Linked DNA regions of Lactuca sativa: region 2 is linked to region 1. Evidence: chromatin contacts called from public Hi-C data. All regions are on one chromosome and are shown on one strand. The core of a region is the stretch at or near the end of the contact, and the rest is flanking DNA. Distances in the headings are between cores, read along the strand shown. Region 1 holds the start of LOC111886427 (40S ribosomal protein S24-1). Region 2 holds the start of LOC111921664.

The links. A called contact is a pair of places that touch in the nucleus more often than the background predicts.
Region 2: a Hi-C map of leaf shows a contact between it and region 1, with 5 times the contacts expected there. The contact joins the promoter of LOC111921664 here to the promoter of LOC111886427 in region 1. A contact is called at or near these places in 3 of 4 Hi-C or Micro-C datasets (leaf and seed).

What each region holds. Positions count from the first base shown.
Region 1 is chr9:8,216,283-8,220,504 of Lsat_Salinas_v11, forward strand. It overlaps LOC111886427 (40S ribosomal protein S24-1), which reads left to right and starts at 2,905. Exons shown (of 6, transcript XM_023882674.3): 1 at 2,905-3,035; 2 at 3,566-3,645; 3 at 3,755-3,796; 4 at 3,879-4,049; 5 at 4,167-4,222. The coding sequence starts at 3,571.
Region 2 is chr9:8,421,396-8,425,642 of Lsat_Salinas_v11, forward strand. It overlaps LOC111921664, which reads left to right and starts at 2,750. Exons shown (of 10, transcript XM_042898217.2): 1 at 2,750-2,947; 2 at 3,295-4,247. The coding sequence starts at 3,306.

The DNA of each region.
Region 1 (4,222 bases), core at 1,655-4,154:
GGTCGGCCTTGGTGCCTTTAGCCCACTTAAGGCGGTAAGAAGACTCACCTTACTGACATAAGAAAAACTTAAATGGCACATTACTCTGAAACCCATGCTACTGGTCACCTTTACGAATAACAATAACCAAAACTCCGACTACCATTCAAATACCTAAAATACCTCTAGGTCAAACCCTAGTTAAAATCCAGGTCAAAGTTAACTGAGTCAATCGGGTTGACTCCGTCAGTACGTGGGGCGTACTCCTTGTGTACGCGAGGCGTACTTCACAGTTGATCGTGGATTGGGTAGCTGACCTCGTACGCGCAATGTACCCCTCGGTACGCCCAACGTACACGACTGCTCACCACCCCTCTTATTAAGTGCTTAATCCATAAGCACTTACGTCCAAATTACAAATTTAGGCAACAAAAGATGTTCTTAACCATAAAGTTTCCAAATTTATAGTTTAGCATGGCTAGTAAGACCTTACCTGCAAAAACCCTAGTCTATTAACCCATTAAGACAATATAACACTTGCATGGAGAGAAACTAATGACCAAAAACCCAACTTTATGACTTAACACCTCTCAAAACCTCTGGAAGGACAAATCAAATGCCTTGTAGTACCTTATACTCACATGGACCAAGTTTGGGACAAAAAAGGTAACAACTTTGAGCTAAAACTAGATCCATAAGATTTCTACACCAAGGTTGAAGCTTTTTACCTACACAAGGTGCACAAGGGGAACAAGATGCTAGATCCAAAGCCTTGAGTAAAACACCACAACCCCAATGCTCTTCCTTCTACTCCAAAAGCTCCAAATGGCACCAAAAATGACTCTACAAGCTTCACAATGCACATACACTCTTTAGGGTTTCAAAATAAGGAAGGAGGTTGAGGATAAGAAGGTGCATGTGGCCATAAATGTGTTTAAATAGGGTCCAAACCATAAAGTTTAGGGTTTGCACCCTGGTTGTGTACCCCCTGCATACCAGCATATGCACAACATATTAATGTGAACACGGGTACGCCCTATGTATGAAGGTGTACTCCCAACGTACCCAAGCCGACTCTTAATTTAAGAAATTGCCACTGGGTACTAACCATGCAAATAAAGTAAAGCTCAAGGGTTAAAACGAATACCCGAATAATAGATGTTACACATTGTCGAAATCGTCTTTCACAACCACTTGGGTTGTGGTGACTTGGTAAGGCATGTGGAAGATATGGTGGATAACCTATTGACTCATGTTCAAATCCTGGCACCACTTAGCCCTTGTGGCCATGGAGGTTCGCCTGCAGTGACTCCAGGGCATGAGGCAAAGCTTTATGTTTGCAGCGGGGGATTAGTCGGTGCGCGAAAGCTGGCCCGAAAACCCTCGTTAGGGAAGTTCCCTTTCCAAAAAAAAAGAAATCGTCTTTCACCCAATTTATCAAGTGAGTACATAGTCCCTTTCATAAACATGAATTAATAAAAGTATTAATCAAATTAGTAAATATTTGTTGGAAGTCATATGTGAACCATATGCTTATTGTCTGGATTATATGCTAAGATATATGAATATATATCGTGCTATGCGCGAACCAAATATGGTTATGTTTTATGTTAGGATAAATAGATAATATTTTATGACAATATTAGAAGTAACATTGTTGAGAAAATAAACGAATATTAAAACCTAATACATTGTATGGAATATATATACACTAAAGATAGGTTAGTTTCACCCAAGAAATAGAGTTGGTATTAGAAGTTGGTTACAGCCATCATAATCTAGTATAGATATAAACTTAGACTTATAGGAGATACCTTGTTTAATTAAGTTTGATATTGGACAATGTCATTAGGAGAATATGTGTAAGCTAGGAATGAAGAGTAAAGTTTTGTTCTATGACACTCTCAGGTGTCGATGTACGGTAGCTTTATACAAGAGTACATTATAGTAGCTTTATACAAGAGTACACTAGAAGCTTACTATGATAGTGATTGGGCAACCTGTCCTATTACTAGAAGATCTGTTAGTGGCTTTTTTGTTCTATTTGGTGGATCACCATTGTCATGGAAGTCGAAGAAACAAGTTACTGTGTCTTTATCATCTGCAGAAGCCAAGTACATACCTATGATACGTATTTCTTCAGAGTTAGCTTGGCTTAGTCATCTCTTATCTGAGTTACAAGCATCAAACATCAATCCTATCTCTTTTAAATGTGATAATCAAGCTGTTATCTACATTGCTAAGAATCCCGTTTTTCAGGAGAGAACATAACATATAGAATTAGACTGCCATTTTGTTCGTGAAAAGCTTCAAAGTGGATTGATTTCATTAACACATGTGCCTGCTACTGATCAAATCACAGATGTTTTTACTAAATCTTTGTCGGGATCTAGACATCATTGTGCAATCTCCAAGTTGGGACTATAGCCATACCCTCCAACTTGAGAAAAAGGGGGGGGGGGGGGGGGGGGAGGTAACTTAAGTAGTTAATACACATAACATGTGTACAGTTTAGTTATTTAGTTATTTTGTTATGAGTAAGTTGGAAGTATATCTTTTGTACATATATATAGTTTTTTTGCTCATTATGTTCTCTAACTTTTCATAATGACACGATTGAAGTTTTTTCTTCTTTCTCTCTCTAAACTCAAACAACAACAACTGTCAATAATTTGTTAAAAACCGTTTCAACCTCCATACTTGATGTTTGTCCATATTCATTTAGTGATTTAGCTAATGTATACAAAATTTTCGGGCTCTAGTGTTCCGCAATATTGAAAACGCCGTTGACATAATATTACAGTTTACTGTTTGGATTATCAATGTAGAGTTGTAGACAGCACATGATCAAAATATAGCTTATAATTTTGGTAGCAGTGGCCCAAATAAATAACCCAGCCCATTATAGATAGAAAATGCTGTTATGGGCCGCTTGCTATATAGTATATACCCATTTATATAACGCTATTAGGTTTTCTTCGCTTCTTCCCAGCCGATCACTCGCAGAAGAACTTAGAAGAGGCAGAGTCGCCGTCCATCGGAGTAGCGAATAACAGGTTCGTCTCTTCCGATATCCAACAGTTTGCTATACATTGTTTTAGCTTTGTATTCAGTCAAGGTATCAATTATTTCACCTTCAAACGATCTAATCATGTCGATGGACCTGTCCAAACGGCGATAACGCCCTTGCTTGTTTCGAAACCTGCTGTACGATTATCGGCTGCGTGGCCGAAAACACAAGTTTTTTCTCCATTGTTGGCGTATACTTTCACTAGCCTTACCATTTTCTCTATTGCACGGTTTCATTAGCGCTGAAATTAGACAATGAGATTGGATAGATGAGCGTGTGCACTTTTATCTGAACTGTATACTTGCTAATAACACTTAATTTCAGATTCATCGTCGGATGGTTTAGTTTTTTTTTTTAATGCAAGTGTTCACTCAAATAAAGTTTTTTTCTTCCTTTGAGAAGATTGTTAGAGCTTAAACAAAATACTTAGAGTTACTTACATTTTTTTAATGATGAATACTCGGATCAAAATTCGTAACTGGCGAAATTCACCATTTTCATATTTGGATTGAATAGTGAAAATGGCGGAGACTAAGGCAGTGACACTCCGTACAAGGAAGTTTATGACAAACAGACTTCTTTCCAGGAAGCAATTTGTAAGTTCATTTTCTAAACTGATGCTGTTTTGATCTGTAGTAACTTAATTGTCTGTTTGGTGTAAATCATTGTTCTTATGATGAATATATCTCTTTTCTTTTGATGTAGGTGATTGATGTGCTTCATCCAGGAAGGCCCAATGTATCAAAGGTTCTAATCTCTTCTATTCTTAAGCTGTGCCATTTATGTTTGTAATTCTGATATAAAGTAACATGATTTACTTGAAATGAAGGCTGAATTGAAGGAGAAGTTGGCAAGGATGTACGAGGTTAAAGATCCAAATTCCATCTTTGTATTCAAATTCAGAACTCACTTTGGTGGTGGCAAGTCAACTGGTTTTGGATTGATTTATGATTCTGTTGAGAATGCAAAGAAGTATGAACCAAAATACAGGCTTGTTAGGGTAACTATCTAACTCATTCTTCTTTACTGATAGAAGCATATTTGTGTTATTTCTACTTATTGTGTTTCTGCAAAATTTTCCCCTTCAATCTCTTATATTCTTTTTGGTTTTTTGTAGAATGGCTTGGATACTAAGGTGGAGAAGTCAAGAAAACAATTGAAGGAAAGAAAGAA
Region 2 (4,247 bases), core at 1,500-3,999, 200 kb after region 1:
CGTGAAAATTTAACGAAGTGAGTAAAAGGTTTTGAACACATTAACAATTAATCTATGGTAGCGGAAACATATTTTAATTCTAGTCATATGCTCAAACTAAAACCTATATGGATCTTATAGTTATACAATTATTACAACTAGAGAATTACATACATCTTTGTTAGCCAAAGATCTCATTGCTTGTAATCATGTTCTTTCCACTTTGATTGGACTCCAATGATCGAAACCATAGTCTCTATATTGGAACCACACTTAAGATCATCAAACAAGCAACAAGACAACACCTTGGAAAGGGGAGAAAATCGTCAAACACAAACCCTAATGGTTTGTGTTTATGTCGCCAATTAGGGAGGCCAAGGGGGAAAGAAAGGTCGAAAACAGATAATAAGGGCAAAACTTCATAAATGGTCCTTGGGGTAGTGAAAAGACAGAAATGCCCTTCATTTAACAACCAAAAGCTAACAGAGTTAGCGAAAAGGACCATTTATTAAAAGTTTTGAAACCACAGGGATCATCTGTGAGGTTTTTAAAAACCAGGGACTAAACTTCAGATTTTCGTAAACCACGGGAACCACTTTTGAAGTTTTGTCTTAAAAGAAAAACAACCGGATAAAAAACACCGAAATCGAGAAAGAGCACTCCTAAAAGCAACCGTTCTCTTATTCTATTATACGAGACCCTCGCCATGGGTGATACGATTCCAAGAGACAAAAGCATATTCAATTAGCTACTTAGGATGAACCACACGGAGGCGATCTCGAACATCAAAAAGAGATATATAGAATTTAAAAAAGACAGAAGACCTTCCTAAGATAGATGGAGAACTCACCCTCTCTCCTAGAAATCTTGTTTACACGAGCTTTAGTAAGCCTATCCTGTAACATCCTATCGCCTGCCTGCCACTACGCTTGCTGCCAAGCCATCTCCGACTCCTTGAACGAGGGAATGAAAGAGCATGAACTAATCTCTAAACCGATGGACTTCTCTGATAAATGAGATTGGTTAGCTGCTCCCTCACAATATCGGTTCATTGACCGTAATAGAAGGCATCAAAATCTTCGAACACCTAATCCTCGAGGTTCCCCCCAAACCGATTCCTCTGGAATCGAATATTTGCATTTGATCCGACTTCGATCGGAGAAAGCCTCTGGAATTGGAGCAGATGTGGTTCGCCCGTCACTCGGTTGCTTATTGATCCCTCGGGTAGAGGGGGGGTAAGGCAAATGTCACTCTATCGATACAACGTATTGAGAGACCGCGATGAAGAGGGATATGCTCCTTTACTTGACTGGAAATGACGGGTTAAAGAGAAGGAAGCCGACAATAGCACGATAGCAAAGAGCAAAGAAAGCTAAGCGCGCAGAGAGAGCATCATATAGCGCGAAAGAGTCCAAATACAAGAAAGGCAGAGCGCGAAGCTTGTGGTCCATTCCTTTCCCAACTATAGTGGAACTTGCCTGAAGGAAATCTTTTATCTTCTTGCCATGAACAAATAAAAAATAAAATAAAGAAAAATAATGAAAAAAAAACAAATAATATAAGGGTGCATAAAGAAAAATTAATATTACCATGAGACTAAAATGAGTGGTTATGAGCTTACCGAACTCCAGCTTCAAATAACACTCCGCCTCAAAAGATTGTAAATTTGTGAAAAAAAGGAGTAGGGTATCGAATAAGAGAGAAGCAATGTTTTAAAAACCGGTTTGAACCGGCCGGTCCAACCGGTTGGACCGGGAACCCGGGGAATGAGCGGTTCAACTATCACCGGTTTTACGTCGATTTCTGAACCGGATTGAACCAACCGGTTTTTTGAAAAATCTGGTCGAATCGGTCAAAATAAACCGGTTAAACCAAATAAAAACATCTAGAAAAGAACCATTTGCATAATAAACTTTGGTGATTTTTTTTTTCAAATTTATTTTGTTTTCTCAAAATAAAAACATATGGTGTATGTTATAAAGTTTTTTGATGTGTTCTATGTTCATCTAAAACTATACTTTGTTTCGGTATTATACTTTATTTTCTTTTTGACGTATATGGATTGATGTAAAACACTAAAACTTCTGGTTATGTGTTATTTTAATGTTTTTGGATTAATTTACAACTTAATTTTATGTATATTTTTAATGTTTGAACGTGTAAACGTCAAATCATGATATATATATATATATATATATATATATATATATATATATATATATATATATATATATATATATATATATATATAGGAAAATAGAAAAAAAGAATGAAAATTATAAAAACCAACCCAGAAATCGGTCATCATACCGGTTCAACTAAAAAACCGGTTTTTAAAATATTGGAGAGAAGAAAAGGAAAATAAGAGAACATGGAGGAGAGATACCATCTTTTGTTTGCAAGCAGTTACCAAGTTGGTGTTGTCGAGATTGAGGATCGGTGTTTGCTGAGCTGACTCAATAACGTCTAGTCTACTAACAAGATATTATAAATCATTGATTTTGAAAAAGTTAAAAAAAATCATGATGGCATTTTGCAGATAAGGAGCGCTAGCATATACCCTGAGAGAGTGATCAAGGCAGTTAAAAGATCAAATTGTAACCCAAAAAATTGATTATTTTCTGACATTGATGTCCGGAATTAAGAGAATTAAATATATCCAAATGCATAAAAACCCTGTAAATCACAAATTCTGAGAACAGAAAAGAAAAAGAAAAAAACGAAAAAAAAAAAAAAAAAACTCGTATCAGAGCTAAATAATAAAACCCAAAAATCCAAAGGAAAGCACACACAAACAGATACCGATTCCCCACTCTCTTTCTCTCACTAAAACCCTCAATTGTCTCTTTCTCTAAAATCATCACCCACCGAATTACTCCCCCCTTCATGTACGCTTCGCAGTATTGTGTTTCCACCATGAATCAGTAGTGCAATTCAGTTTCTCCAAATTCCTTGATCCAGTTATCAGGTAAGAAATTTCATGTATTGAGCTGTTAATATTGGGATTTTGCTCTGATTTTTTGGTACACAAATTGGCTTTGGTAGTTTCAATTGGGCGTTTTTTTAAAACCGAAGCGTTTAAAATTCTACAGTTTTTTTGTCAATTGAATGTGTTGTATTTTTGATTGAATGGTCTCGAAGTGTGTTTCACTTTCTTGATTCGATAGTGCATTGGTGCAATTCGACGATCAGATAACCCTACGGTTCGATTTTTCTTGATTGTTGTACAATTCGTGTTTAGATGATCATGAATTTTAACAATTAAGTTGTTTTGAGTTAGAAAAAATGGTATTAATGTTAATTGATTGTGTGCAGGGTTTGTAAGGATGGAATTGAGATCGAGTAGGGTGTTAAAAAGTGGAAGACATCGTGTTGTTTTGGGTCTTGAGAATATCAAATCTCCTATTGCAAAGAGGAAAAGGAGCTCTGGTAACAAGGTAGCAAATGAGGCTGAGAGGTCATCACTGAGATCTCATAAAAAAGGAGCAAATGAGGCTGAAATTGGGGTATGTGTTGATAATCCTGATGAAGATCTTGAAATGGGTACTGTATTTTCAGAAGGTATAAAAGTTGGATTAAATACAGATGATAAAGGTTTGTTTTTGGGATCAGAGGTGTTGGATCCTATCAAAGATTTACCAGTTTCTTGTTCCGAAGGAGAAATCGAAGAGGAAAGTGTTGAATGTGTTCCTGTTGAAGAAGGAAACAAATCATCAACTAGTGAAACTGATCACTGTTTTAAGGAAGAAATTAAATCACCGCTGGACTGTGAACACGAGTCTGAACATGTAGGATCTGCAAAACTTGCTGATGATACAAAGATTGTCCATGGTGATGACTTGTCAATGTTGAATGCTTCCAAGAATGCTGATGGTGGTATTGATGAAGTTAGGCAAAAAAAGGGAAGAGGCAGGCCCCGAAAGAAAAAGAGAAAAATTAGCAACTTAAACAAGAATGAAGTAGAAGATGTAAATGGTGAAGTTGTTGAAAGTGGTATTGTAAAACAGAAAAGGGGAAGGAAAAGGAAAAATGTTAAGAAATCTGAATGCAATGGAGATGAAAGAGCTAAAAGAAAGAAAGTTGGAGATGAAAAAGCTAAAAGGAAGAAAGTTGGGGTTCGGGTTAGTGAGAGGGTGTTGCGGTTGAGGAATACGGTGGTCAGTGGTGGTGGCACGGTGGTTGATGGTGGCCGACCGGAGAAGAAGAAGAAGAAGAAGATAGAGAGGCGTGGAAGGCCTCGTAAGATACGTATTGAAACTAATGAGATT